Linked DNA regions of Sus scrofa: region 2 is linked to region 1. Evidence: chromatin contacts called from public promoter capture Hi-C data. All regions are on one chromosome and are shown on one strand. The core of a region is the stretch at or near the end of the contact, and the rest is flanking DNA. Distances in the headings are between cores, read along the strand shown. Region 1 overlaps SAMD12 (sterile alpha motif domain-containing protein 12). Region 2 holds the start of EXT1 (exostosin-1).

Evidence for each region. Promoter capture Hi-C pulls out the DNA fragments that hold promoters and counts their contacts.
Region 2: a promoter capture Hi-C map of fetal skeletal muscle shows a contact between it and region 1, with 4 times the contacts expected there. A contact is called at or near these places in 2 of 5 promoter capture datasets (fetal skeletal muscle and skeletal muscle), 8 of 47 Hi-C or Micro-C datasets (embryonic fibroblasts, fetal skeletal muscle, heart right ventricle and 4 more) and 1 of 2 datasets of targeted methods (alveolar macrophages).

Annotation. Positions count from the first base shown.
Region 1 is chr4:20,359,913-20,367,167 of Sscrofa11.1, reverse strand. All of the region lies in intron 3 of SAMD12 (sterile alpha motif domain-containing protein 12), which reads right to left. Among named protein-coding and RNA genes, the nearest start is that of SAMD12, 220 kb to the right of the region's middle.
Region 2 is chr4:20,643,608-20,651,037 of Sscrofa11.1, reverse strand. It overlaps EXT1 (exostosin-1), which reads right to left and starts at 6,036. Exons shown (of 11, transcript XM_001924980.6): 1 at 4,268-6,036. The coding sequence starts at 5,229.

The sequences.
Region 1 (7,255 bases), core at 3,233-5,732:
TGCAGTTTCATGTACACTTGAATTGACTGGCTTTACCACATCTGTAATGCCCATACCTTGACTTTGCAAAGAGACTTGCAGGCTTGCAACAGCCACCTGGAGGCCCAGGCTAGTAATGGTGCTAAGGATTGTGGAACTTGAGATGTGGATGGATGACAGCTTTATTCTCTCCCTTCACTCATCCCAGCCATTACAGTGCTGGAGCAGGCGGATGGTGGGAAGAACAGAATGAGAGGAGGAGGGAGAGAGCTCGTGCGGCAATGAGTCTGATCACCCCTGGAGACTGGCAGCACAGTGGAAGGGGGGACTGGCCCTTACAGCAGAGACCAACTGCTTTATGAGGGTTAAGGGCATGTCTGTGAAGTCAGATGCGTGGGTACAAAACCAATCTCCACCAATTACATGTCATGCTACCTGAAGCAAGTTAGTCAACCTGAGTTAATCTTCATTTACCCATCTTATAATGGGTGTGATAATAGAATCTCTGTCATAGGAATATTTATGAAGAGTAATGAGATGATACATAGAAAGCACTGTGCCTGTCACATACGTTAGCAATGGATGATGATGGCGACCAGTCCTAAGACTGAGAATTTGCCACAGGTGAGTCTCTAATGAGCGCTGTGGCCCCTCTGTTCGCACAGGTGAAATACACCATGCACCGTTTTACATAGTCTGGCCAATTGATAATCACGTACAGCCGCACCTTCGCTGAACGCTCCTTCACGCACTGTTACTCTTAACCACTTCTGGAGGGCTCAGGTCACTCAGCTACCCTTGCTTCCCTTTCTATAATGCCATTATTACAGGATGTGTCCCCCATATATTTAATCTCCAATTGCGTGCTCTCCAAAGAACTTTAAGTTACAATGAGACATTTAAAGAATTATTGGGAAAGGAAACAAAGCAATGCCCACTTGAGTTCCTCCAACAACCATGCACGAGGGCCAGTGTTTGGGGACTAAAATGCCATGCCACTGTTGTACACTGTTGAAACACTTTTTCACTGTTGGTACAAATAAAGACACATGATAATCAACAGAGACTCTTTATAATCAATCATAAATGACAATAAAAATGGACACGGAGAAAGTCGGAAAAAAAGAGGAAGGCGAAGGAAACAGTGAGATTCTTTGGTAACGCGTCCTCTTCTGACTTAGATTTGGCTATTGAATACTTCAGTTCAACATTAACCAACTAGTTAATTCATTCTTCCAGTAATAAGGTAGTAACACCTTATTTCATTTTGGATTATTTTGGGGAAAGCAACCTGAACTTGTGGAGTAGAAGCTCACGTTAGAAGTTTGGTGCTTCCACCCACTCGTGCTGTGAGTTGGAGTAGTTACATAAGGCCCCTGAATCACAGTGTCCTCACCTGTAAAATGGGAATACTGATTTAAGTTACGCTGAGCTTTCTTTGTGAAGGTTAAATTAGGTAGTAGATCTGAAAGTGCCTAGCGCAGTACAGGACTTAATACATTCTCTTTCGAAGGAGAGATTTCATAAAGGTGTGCCTTGTTTCTATCATTACACTTACTATGTTATAATATAACCATGAATTTGTTCACAGCCTATCTTCCTTTTCAGATTCTAGGCTTTTTACAAAGAGAAGGTGGGTTTCATTTAACTGAGTAACTCCAGTGCGTGGCACCTGGTAAAAGGTGACCTGAACAAATGGCCTCATGAGAAAAGATGGTTATCACCCCCCATTTTGAAGGTAAAAAACTAAGCCCAGAAAAAATGAAGGGAACTGCCCAAAGTCACATGCCTAGGAGCTAGCAGAGCAGAGACTGGAACCAAGATACCTGATTCAAATTCATGCTGTGCCTAGAAAGGCTATGCCTGCTTTAGTTTGGCCTTTGGTTTAATAAACAATGATCTTCTAATGCAGTCATTAGACTAGGTGCTGGGTATAAGCAGTGACTACAATCCATATGGTCTCCATACTCACAGAGTTGCAGGTTAGTGAATGAAGTACACATAAAAAGAAAATACGCAAATAAATGATTTCAACACAGAATGTTGTCTTTGGGATGGATTAGCAATGGAATCCTACTGTGTAGCACTGGGAACTCTGTCTAGTCACTTTTGATGGAACACGTAATGTGAGAAAAAGAATGTATACATGTATGTGTAACTGGGTCACCATGCTGTACAGTACAAAAAAATATATATAAATAAGTGATAAAAAAAATTTTCAAAAAAGGAAAAAACAAAATACTTATTTCATGAGGAAAAACAGAGGAGGCCAAGTGAGCCCCAGAAACCCAAGTTGCTTGTGGGGAAAGCAAATCAGAAAGAAACTTTTGGCTAAGATCTGAAGGATGAGAAAGAGTGGTGAAGAGTAAAGTTAAAGAGGTTGGAGGCAGAAGAAAAAAAATAGATGCAAACGTTCTAAATAGACTATCACTGTCCGTGGAGGCAAGAAGGCCAGTGAAGTGAGGTGGCCTTGTGGGAAGGGTAGAGGCCAACGGCTTGAGATGAGGATGGAAGGGCAGACAAGAGTAAGATCAATCTGGGTCTTGGAGGCAAGACCAAGGATCCCATTACCTACTCCAAGTGTGATGGAAGATCAAAATATACTTTTAAGAAGGGCAGTGACATGATGCAACTTCCATTTAAAAATTCTCTCTCTAGCTGCAAAAAAAAAAAAAAAAAAAAAAAAAAAAAAAAAATGTCTCACTTAAGGGTCAAGGGAACATCTGGAAGTTGGAAAAATTAGTTGGGAGACTGCAGCTTTTGTTGAATCCCCAGAAGACGTGGCTTCTACTAGAAGGTGGTGGTAAAGATGTGAAGAGAGGAAATATTTTTGCATCTAGAATCAAAGGCGGTAGATTAGGTATTTGAGGCAAGAAGGAAATGGATGTCAATGACAGAACACGTCTTTCTGGCTTGGGCAATAAAAGAAGGGACAGGGAAATTGCTGACCTGGAGAACACTGAGTGAGGACGGTAGTAGAAGATCAAACTTCTGGTTCGACATGGAATGAGCCTGACCTGCCTACATCCATGAAACAGTCAACAGAAATGTAGAGTGGGTGTGTGGAGGTGTACAGTGGGAGCTCCAAACAGAAGTCAGCCACCATCATAAAGCTGACATACAAACCCGTGATCAGAGAGGAAGGGGAGCGAAGGGAGGAGAGGCTTGAGGACTGATCTCTGGGGACCCCCAGCACCGCGTGGGTGGATCAGTGGGACAGGCCCACAGAGACACACTGTGAATGAGTGGCTGGAGACACAGAAAGAAATCTTGGGGAATGAGGTGTCAGACAGAGTGTAGTTCAAGAAGAACAAGAGACCATTTGTGCTGAAGGCTGAGGAGCCCAGTCAGGCATAGTCACTAGAGAATACCTTGCAATGGAAGGTCCTTGAGGCCCAGAAACCCTTGTATACAGAGTGTGTGAGGGGTAGAGTCCAAGACATCATGTCATTCAATCACTGAGCTTTCCTCCTGCATGAGGTATCTTGCGTTTGACCCAAGAGACAAAGGGAAAGGAGTTACCTGGAAGGGACCCATCAGCTTTGGACATCATCATTATTATCCATAATAGGGAGTTCCTGCTGTGGCACAGCAGAAACGAATCCAACCAGGATCCATGAGGACGCAGCTTCGATCCCTGGCCTTGCTCAATGGGTGAAGGATCCAGCATTGCTGTGAGCTGTGCTGTAGGTCACAGACACAGCTAGGATCTGGTGTTGCTGTGGCTGTGTCACAGGCTGGCAGCTGTAGCTTGATTCGACCCCTAGGCTGAGAACTTTCATATGCCAAGGGTGCATCCCTAAAAAGACAAAAAAATAAAAAATAAAAACATCATCAATAATTGATTGGACAATTACGATGGGCTGGGTATAAATGTGGATAATTTCTCATTCTTTGATTTGTTCTTTGGGACAGTTTTCTGGATAGGTTTAATTGTTATCCCTATTTTAAAAATGAGGTTTGAGAATTTTAGTGACTATGATCACAGTAGTAAGAGACAGTAAAATTCTGAATTATTATTTTTCCAACTCCACAGTTCATCCTCTCTGCCCATTTTGCTGTCTGGCTTTTCTCTGCATTTGATTAGAAGCTTTGGAAAAGGAAAAGAATTTTTTAAAATGTTTTAAGTTCCAGCCCTCGTTAGAGTACCTGCCGCATAGCAGACCATCAATAAATGGTGGATGGAAGAGTGAGAAAGAAGGAAAAAATAGAGGGGGAAAGACAGGAGAAAAAGAGGGACCAGATAACTTAGGCCAAATCAATTTCCAAAGATTATCAGTTCTACCGACTGGAAGGCTCTGGCCCATGTCACTCAGATCCCTCTTAAGGCCTAAAGAACGCCCCAGCTGCTGGCTGCTCTTGGCTGTTGGCCCTTCTGGGCAATGCCCTGGCTGAAAAGAGCTACTTCATCCAAGGTCATGACCCTCTTCCTGAGAGCAGCCTGTATCCTATGACTGGTGGCAGGCAGGAGGGAGCTGCATCTTTAGGTCTAGCCTTTATAATTGTATCCAGGTGGCCCAGCCCCAGCTGGATTAACTCCAAAGGCCAGTCCCAGCTCCAGACAGCTGCAGATGGCTGAGGTCTTGTTCGGATTGAGTCAGAGTCTAAATCCAGCATCTTTCACGTTCCTAGCAAGTGGTGAATAGGAAGACACCACCCAAAAAACTTCTAGCACCCAGCTCTCCTTCTCTGAGCCTGCTTTCCAGGAACCCATTGTCTGACAGGGGTTCACTGGGCAAAGGGGTGCCCGATCAATTCTCTGCTGTAAACGTGATGTGTTACCTGTGATGATTTTTGAACAGCCCAGGTGGCTTCATTGCCCCATCTAGTATGTCCCGAGGTCACCTACCTCCATAGTAAGTGTGAGTGTGGGGAATGATAATGAACTGTGATAGTGGCCTCTGCGAAACATAATCAGTAAGATAAATCTGCTAAAAATTGTATGTGTACATCATCTATTGATTTTATAAGTGTATCTCATTTTCCATAAAACACTGAGTACTATGCAATAATAGCATGCTATGTAAATCATAAATACATATGCATATATGCATATATTTTCATGTTCATATAAATACCTATGTATAATCTATCTGTTATATGCTTGACATGAATTATCTCATGAGATTCTTACATATAAGCATAATTATTTTTCAGATGAGAAAATTAAGCCCAGAGAGGTTGAAGATCCTGACAAAGACTTTCTAGCAAAAAGAGCTCATGCTTTGGGTCAAATCTGGCACTGTTAGACTTCAAGCCCTGTACTTTTAATCCCTCTACCACACTGAACATCAGCTTGAGCAAATTTCTTACAAAGTGCTGTGACTTCACAAGAAAATAACAAGAACAAATACAGACTCATGGATCCCTCATTTTGCAAATTTCGATTTTTGTGTCCTGGGTTTCCTTAAATCGGAAAACATCTGGTTACACCAGGAAGTCAAATTCACAAAGACAAAGCCACAGGGGAAATGAAGCATTGTCCTTTGTCCCTTGAAGAAGCGACCTCTTCCCAACAACTCCAGTGAGCTGAGCTTGCTTTTACAACCGAGATGTTTTCCTTTGTATGCAGAGTAATGGAGCATGGCAAGAGTACATGCCTTCAGCAACAAAATCTGTAAATCAACACACACACTCCACCATGTTGTGACTGTGAGAACACACACCCTCACAAGGCAGGAGACAGCTTCTGTCAAAGGAAGAGCTGAATACTGATCAGTCCATAAGAAACAGAACTGAGATTGAAAAAAACATCTTAGAACTGATAAATGAATTGGTATCATAATAGCAACAGCTTGGCTTCAACAAAAACTATATTGGTTAAATTAAGTCTTCTACATAAAGATGTCAAGTGTTACAACTTCACCACTGCAGTGAAGAATAGCTTCAAAAGGTGCCTAAATGGAAGAATTAGATCCTTAGAAATGACTTTATAGAATTGTCAGTTCTAAAATCATAAATCTCTACTCCAGCACCAGATTTCTATTGGTTTGGGCTGTATCTTTCAGCACCATGTTATTCCAATCCTGCCGTCCAAACCATTTTCCTACCTTTCTTCTAACATAAAGAATACAGGAATCTAGTGACTACTGCTGGATTTCTCCTTCAATCATACCGTGCTGTGAAAACTAGTCATGGCTGAAAATTTTACTCCAAAATCTTTCTTTCAAATTTTATTCGATAGTAAAGCAATAGTTTCCGTGCTTCTTTTTGCCTTGAGTCCTGCGTATTTTTTGGATTGGACAGTTAGAGCTCTACTCTTTCCTTCCTCTCTTCCTCTTCCTTTTTTTTTTTTTTTTTTAAATTTCCAGGGCCAGGGAATGAACTCATGCCACAACAGTGATCTGAGCCACAACAGTGACAAAGCCAGATCCTTAACCTGCTAAGCCACCAGAGAACTCCTAGACTTTCTTTAAAAAATACCAAAATATTAAAAGTTCCTAATGACTCAGAAGTCAGCCCCAATGAGAATTCACTTTTTAAATGAGCTAAGCCATGACAGTCATTGCTGGGAACACACACACACACACACACAACTTTGAGGATATTGGGATTGTTCAAATAGCCACTAAATGTGCTTCTACGTTAACCTTGAGATTTTATTTTCTGGATGTCTTTTCATCACTCGTAAATGTAGCCACATGATTTTTCAATCTAACATGTAAGATGAAAGTAAGCCTTTCTTGAGCATGATTTACATTTCCTGTATTTGTTCCTTATAAATTATATTTTAAGCCCAATATTCTGATTTATGAAGCTCTATTTCCTTTTCTTTCCATAAGAAAAAAAAGGCACATGTGTCTAAGATTAGATTCTAAACAATCTACTGCATTTAATTATGAAAACCTACATAACACGGGGAATTTTGAAGAGGAGAGGAAAATCATATGCCTACCAAAAAAAAATAATTCAGTATTACAAAATCATTGAAATTAGAGATGGAGGAGGCTTATCGGGTCATCTATCAAAGCATGCATTTGACACCAAGATTTAATATGCCAGAGATGTTGGGTCACTAGAGGTGCCTCCAATCTTTTGATAAAGTGGAGAAACTGAAAAAGAACATTTAAAGAGCAGAGCCCTTAATCAAAGGCAAGTTCTCATAGATCAAAATATCAGGGAGAAATATGTAAGATGCAGAAGAGAGGCAAATGGAAAAAACACTGAAACATCAAGGAGATAAAACTTTATTTCAAAGTTTTCTAGATAGAGGTGCAAGTCTCATAGGATAACCACGCAGTTGATGGTGTCCAGGGACTGGGGTTTACAGGGAACT
Region 2 (7,430 bases), core at 4,787-7,286, 280 kb before region 1:
GGGGAGGGGGGGAGCGCAGAGGTGCTAATATTTCACATTTAAGACCTGAGAAGCACAGTTTCATCCACCTTTTATTTCTCCAAGGTGCCCTGATGCCTCATGAACTTGCTCAAGGTGTCTGGCAACATAGTTTGAGATAATAGGGAATAAACACAGAATCGCTGCCTTGGCTTGTGCACATTTTGTTTTAAGTGCAGCTGAATTCAACTTCTCACTCAGTGAATTCACAGCCTATTCCGTCAATTCCTTAGGGCCAAATTGCAAGGTGCAGAAATACTCCTCCTTAAACTAAAGAGCTCCAGGGACCTCCACCTGAGTTGGAAACAAAAAAAAAAAAAGGAACCCCTAAAGCAGGAGTTCTCAAATCTGCTGATGCCCTGAGTAGCGGCTGTGTGTCAACCCCCAAAACTACACAAGTCACATGTGGTTGTGCTTTCTTTTTTCACCAAGTTTGTCCAAAGTCCTTAGCAGCTTCCCAAATGATTCCAAGAGAAATCCCATAAGAAACACCATCAACTAGGACCTGCTACTGGCTGGAGAGTTTTCAAGCGTGTCTGTGATTGAAGAGGGAGCGCTGGAAGTCAAGGGAGAGAAAGTCAGAAGGCCTGCCACTAACCAGCTCCCCGACCTTAAGCAAACCTGTTAAACACTCTACCCCTCAGTTTTCACATCTGTAAGATGACGATGTTGGAAGTCGAAAGGTCACTTACCTTCAGTACCCTTAAAAACACCAGGATTGTGGGGTACAGCTTCAACAAACACAGGAAAAGATGTCCAAAAGGGCTGCATGGAATCCAGCCCATTCCCAGAAGAGCTGCTTAAAATATTCACCACTCCTCTCCTCGGAGGGGTCAAAGATAGAAGCCACCTCTCATTTCCTTCTTTCTTCTATTTCAGCAAGCCAAGTTTGAAGTTTCACAATGATGCCCTTGGAAGGGATTTGAACTATGAAGTTCATGCAAAAATATAGTGATTCTGCAAGGATGCATAAGAAGCTCAAAAGACGTAAAAGAGAATTTCTCAAAAGCCTCATTACAAATCATGTAATCGCTGCCGTTACTTATTTTAGCCACTGTCATCTACACCTGTTAATGTATGTAACCGATGAAAATTAATTATGGGTGTCATAAAAATGGATTTTTTAATATAATCCTGGGTGGGTCAAAAATCTTGCTCTTTTATATGAGAAAAGGATTTGCCTTCATTCCATGTAGCTCTTCTAGACCTTTCGTAACAAATGTCTGTTTTTCGCAAGAGTGCAGGTGAGATGCAGGTCCTCAACTAAATCCTTACTGTCACATGAGGCTAAATTTCACTAAAAACAACTTTTTTTAGTTAATACTGCTCATACATATTCCATAGCATCCTAACTCAGCCACCATACAATACATTTTTCAATCTAATTATCAGACCCCGTGAAGTCCGAAGCAAAGTTATACGTGGTTGCTTTGTGGCAGCAAATTAAAGCGAAGCCTTTCAGAGGGACTTACTAATAAGGAACAGGAGTGGATGAAAATTGATCCCATTTTTTATAAGCCATTATCAAATGAAGGCTTAGAGCACCCTGAAGCAGTCTAGAACCCACACCACCAAAGGATGAGCTAAGGTTCAAGGTGATGAATTAAAGGTCAAACGAAGCATCAGTATGAGAAGTCAAACTTGGATGCCTTCTACAGACCTAACTGCAATATCCTTCTCTAAAACCCTGGAGAGAGACGGGCATTTATTTGATTGGAGGAGTTCTGCGTCCCACACATGCACAGCTGACTTATGGAAAACCTCAGGCTAAGTAACAGAGCCCAGAAGTTGTGCTTACTTTGGAGCACAAGACCAGGCTGTCTGCTATGTGAGCATTCTCATCACATTTCAGGGCTCACTCTTCAACGTCCTATCTTTCCAAGTCAACGGCAAAAGGCAATTTGCAAGCACCATGTCTCAGAGATAAAGCATTCAGATAACCCAGGGCGAGCAATGAGTTAAAACTCCAGGTCAACCAGGCGAATGAATATAAACACTCTGCAGGCCCATCTCGGCCTCTGACACAAGATTAGAGCTGGAAAGTATGCAAGAGGGGAAGGAAGAACATCCAGAAGTGACCCCAGGAAAAGAAACCCCTGCTTAGGAGAAAGAAGCCACTTGCTTTCCTAACTGAATGCCACCTTTCAGATGAGATCCCTGTCCTGAGGGCCTGACACCTTGCGGTCTTTAAACAAAAACCAAAACGAGGGTGTGGGTGTCAGATTTCTTGGTCCAATCACAAAGAGGTCAAAAATTAGTGAAATTTACTTAGCAAAAATGAAAGTTTCTAAGAAACCAACCCTCCTTCCCTCACTGCCAATCTCTCAAAAAAAGCTTCAGCAGAGCATGTAGACACTGAATATTTATTCTGAGACCAGGTGGGTAAAGAGATATGATTGTCGTGGTGGATTGCGGGTGTTCCTCCAATAAATGTACAATTCAAATTTCTGAAGGTAAGATCGCAGCTCCAGCCCCTTTCAAAGAATGAAGACCACAATGATCCTGCTACAAAATTCGGTAAGACTGCTTTAAAAGACACTGAAAGGTTAGACTTCATCTCGAGTTACTCCACCATAAACCAGACAAAGAAATTCCTCAAAGGCTATAAGCATTTTTTCCTACAAGCACCCACAGGAATAGGTCAATGTAAATGTCGTTTAAACAAAGCATTCATTACCAACCACAGTTTGCTTCTGTTGTGAGAAAATTTTAATCCATTGCCACTGCACCCATCACTGGCCCTGAAGCAGAGTAAAATGTAGGTTCATAATTGATCCTACAGCCTTGGGCTTTTCTTACGCTTGAAAAGCGAGAGGTGTTGGGGGTTGGGAAGTCCCAGTGTTGGATATTTTCTCCTTCACCATCTCTGATCAAGTACAGGAGGACTTTAATTTCCCTTCCAATCTCTCCTACAGAGGCCCAAGTGTCTGAGGAAATCCACAGACAACAATCAAACCTTTCACTTCAGGGCCGTTTCCCCACCATGCCCCTTCCTGCTCCAATCAGGTCTGCAAAGCGTTTCCCCTAGTCTGCATTTCATGAATCAATTGCAAAATCTGCCAACCTCTGCCAGTTCCTCTTGTACTCAGCTGAGAGGTTCCCCTTCCTTCCCTGGGTAGCACAAGGCTGCTCTGGGTTTTAACTGGCGTAACGTGGAAATGCACTGTAGGAGCTCCCTAACTCTTTCACAGCCAGACAGAAGTGAGAGTCTGGGGCTCACCACCCCATCCACGAGGAAACTGACCCTCCAAGCTCAGGTGAAAGCAGATTCCTGGAAACCAGTTTTTGATCCCAAGTCCAGTGTGTCAGTTGCTGTCACTGGGAAGGAAAAGGAAGAGAGAGAAGGGCTACAAAGTATCCAACTCAGTTACTTAGCAACTGGACAAAACTTGCTTCACTCCACAGGGTAAGGAGGCATCTCAAGCCCATTCAGAGAGTAACAGACTCCGTTTTACATGCAAATCAATAAAGACAAAGGGAAAAGGGAAAGCTAAACAAGCAACTGCAGTTTGCAGCCCTGGGGCTTAGGCCCAGATTTAAAAAATTGCTTCTCCTAGGGAGGGGGTAGGATATATTTATACAAACATATAGGAATGAATGAATGAATGAATGCACTCATGCATGCAAGATCACAGGCCCCAACCAGCTAACAGTCTCCCTTCATAAAAAGTCAACACCATCTGGGAGTAAGGAAGAGACAGGCACAGAAAGTTGAGTAGCTAAAATTAAAGCACTTCCACTGCTAACACAAATTTAAGGTTCACGGAAAGAATCCAATTGGAGGGTGGGAGAATTCCAGGGAAAGCAGTTCCCCCTGCTCGTGAGAAATGCAAATAAAGCATCAATCTTGGGGGAAGGTCTCCACACTGTGGATGGATTCAGAGCCTCTGGGGTCCTTAGACCTTCTCACACAAAACACCCTCCCCGATGATCCATCGGTGAAGCGCCGCTTCCAAACTTGGATCAAACCCACACGCTTCAGAGGAACCACATCGCCCTGAAAGTTTTCCAGGCAAGAGAGAGACACTGTCACCTACTTGGCCCAAGAAAGTGCTCCAGGCTTTCCCGTTAGCCTGAGGAGCTCACACCCTTGGTTCTCAGCTCCTGGCCACACGCACCTGCACCGGGTGGTTGAGTCCCAGGCTCAGAGCAGGAGGAAGAGCACAGGAGGGTTCCTCTGCCCCATTCCCAGCCCCCCAAGCCTCACACCTGGACCAGGTGGGCAGGGCCCGACCCCCGAGCCACTTACTTCTCATACTCGGTGTTGTCTCGGTCACAGCGAGAATCCTTGTGCTTTTGCCAGTCTTTGCCATGCTTGCAGGTGGTAAGAAGCACGACGTCCTCCCCGTTATGGACGTGATATAAGGCATTCCTGGTGTCTGACCCTATCCCTGTCAGGTACCTCTTCCCCTTGAATACCAGCATGTACTTCCTGAGAGGAGGGATGGTGTTAAACTTTAAAAACCCCCTCTCCCCTCCTGTCCTGGGATGATCCTTAGAAAAGAGGGGAATAGAAACATCAAAGTTGGGTCGGAAGTTTTCAGTACTGATGCTGGCTTTGGCCAGCATCGCCTGGCCGATGTCAAACCCCACGTCCTCAGTGTAGTCAGGCCAAGTGCCGGAATATAAATTAAAAATTAAATGATTCCTACCATTGTTCCACAAGTGGAGACTCTGCACTTTGGATTTCAAATTGTGCACATACTGAGGTGACAACTGGTCTCTGTCTAAAGTATCCAGACTCAGGACAAAGAGGCACGCCTGGCTGGGGTCCGAGGTGTAGAACCTGGAGCCCTCGATGGCCGCTAGAATGTTTTGGTAACTTTCGGCGATTTTCTCCCCTTTTTGCTGCGGGTATACGTACACTTTGAAGCCGTTTTTCTTGCAAAGGGTGAAATCGAAGCAGGACTCCATGCGGCACTTCTTGCCTTTGTAGATGCTCGAGTTGGCATCTCGCTTCTGCCGGGGGGAAGTGTGCACGTTGGAATCCTCGTTTTCCAATTGATCCCAAGGAACGAAGGGGCGCAGAGCGTCCGGGAAGCGGGGCCAGAAATGATCCGGACTCGGGTGGTGCAAGCCATTCCGACCGCTGTGCTCTTCTCTCCGGCTGTGGCTTCTCGATGCCCTAAACTGCAAGCCTCCGAAATAAAACAAAAGGGCGAGACAAGAGCCAGCTGAGAGCAGGATGAAATAGCGTTTTTTGGCCTGCATGTGTCCTGCCTGGGTCAAGAGGATTGTAAATAAACACAAGAATCACCCAAGTTTCCCAATCAACACTTTCAGCTCCAGTCCGCCATCTTCCCGCCTGTAAAGACTTCAAACTCTCCGCTCCCACCTTCTCTGGATGCCTTTCCCCAAGCCGTGGACTGATCCAGCGCATGTGGGCGATTTCTTTAACTTTCTCCCCTTCGGTCTTTCATCTTTGGGTTGCACAATGGACAGGCGAGAGCGGGGCTGAATATTTCGCACCCAGGGCGGGCGAGCAGCGGACTGTAATTTTCTTGCATGCAACAAGACGAAGGAAAAGAAAGAGAGGGGGGAAAAAAAAAAAGCTCCCGATGCCCAATCAATGGCAAGACGAAGTGATTTCCTTGCCTCTCGGATTCCTCTCGGCAGCGTGGAAAACGAGCCCCGGGAAAGCAACTTCAACTCATCCACACTCCCGTGCAGAGCACTCGGGTTCCAACAAGTCAGCCGATCCCCGCGTTCAGCCGGCTAATGCATCTTGCAGCTGGGGCGCCGTAACCTCACAAATCCCTGCATCTCTCTTTATTCCCTTCTGCAGCGGCTCCAAGACTCCGGCGGTGTTTACTCCTGCGCTCGCGGGGCCGGCCCCCGGGACGCGCGGCGGCCCGGCTGGAGGCGGCGGCGGCGGCGGCGCTGGGTGACGGCGGCGGCGCGTCCTCCCCGCGGGCAGTGCCGGCCCCGAGCGGCGCTTCGCAGGCCCCCGCGCGATCGCTGCCGACCGCCGCGTTCGGTCGCCGAATGTTACCCGGTTCTGAATGTTACACTTACACATTCCATTCCCGACACGACAGCGCTGACCTCATCCATCCACGCAGCCCGCGCTGCCATTGGCCGAGCGTCACGTCCGGGGGGGGCGGTGCTTCCGCTGCGCCCATTCATAACCCCCGGCCACCGGCCGAGGCGCCGGCGCGGCGCGGGGGGTGCAGGCGGCACCGGGGTCTCGGGGCGTCTCCGCCGCTGCCGGGCGGGCGGAGCGCTGGGCTGCTGGGTGCTAGCCCCACGGCCCCTCGGCGCTCCGCGACCGGGACCCCGGGGTGGGCCGTACCGCCTCCTGCCGCCGCGCCGGGAAGCAGCGCCTCCCAGAGGCGCCCGTGGGCGGGCGGCTGCCGGGAAACCGGGAAGCGGCCGGCGCTTCTCGGGCCCCGCTGCTCCGGCTTGCCCCGGGCGCCCTCGAGAATCCGGTCTGCTCGGCTGCCTGCCGCGAATGCCTCCCCGAGCGGCCGGCAGGGAGTGTGCGGGTTCCTGGAAAAGGATGCTCGAAAATTGAAGCCGTGGAGCGAGGCGGAGGGATGAGGGAGGAAAGAAAGACTTCAAAGAAAGCGTTCGCGGACCAGAAGGACGCCTCTCTCCGCCCACCTTCCACCCTCTGAGGCCCAAAATGCTTCCTTCTTACGAGCGGGTCCTTATTCCCTACAGAACCCATCCTTTTATTTTTTCTTTCCCAGGGAAATCTCCCAACCCTCAAGAGTAAAGAGGAAATTTTACAATCAAGAGGAATAACTGCAGTTCCTCATGTCTGTACTGAGACACCCACCCCAAATCCTCAATAACTTCGCCGCATCCTTTCCTCACTCCCCGCTGCCCCTTGTCTATTCTGTAGAAAGCTTCTCCAAGACTTCCAATCACAGTGGGGGAAAAAGAGAAATTCTAGTAGCTGAGGAGAACGTGGTTGGTTTAAGCCCATCCCAGTACCGAAAGGGACATTATTCTTTCTGTGATGGTGGGCTGGTGGTTTTTAAGGAGCTGTCGCTTCAAGATGGATGAGTAGTAGATCAGCCAATTGTCCCAGCTGTGGAAGAGACATTTGAGGCAGGAAATGACCTTACTGACCACTAGTTCAAGATGGCTGGTCCTTCCTTCAACTGCCTTCCCACACCCCAGCCCCAAGCTCCTGCTACCCCCAGGGAACATCACTGGACAATTCGCATAAAGACCGAGAGTCCCTCTAAAGGTCCTCTGAGACCACAAAGATGTGCTAGTTCCCAAACAGTATTTCTGGTCAAGCCAAGCTCCCTGGCCTCAGAGCCTGGATTCTGCTTTTCAGAGAACACCTCCCACCCTCTTCCCCAGCCTAAAGTCGCATGGGTCTGGCCAAGCTGGACAAACAGTTGCCTAGGGCAGCAAGCTGTTTAGTGATTGTTTATTATGGGAGTGACTGCGAGCTA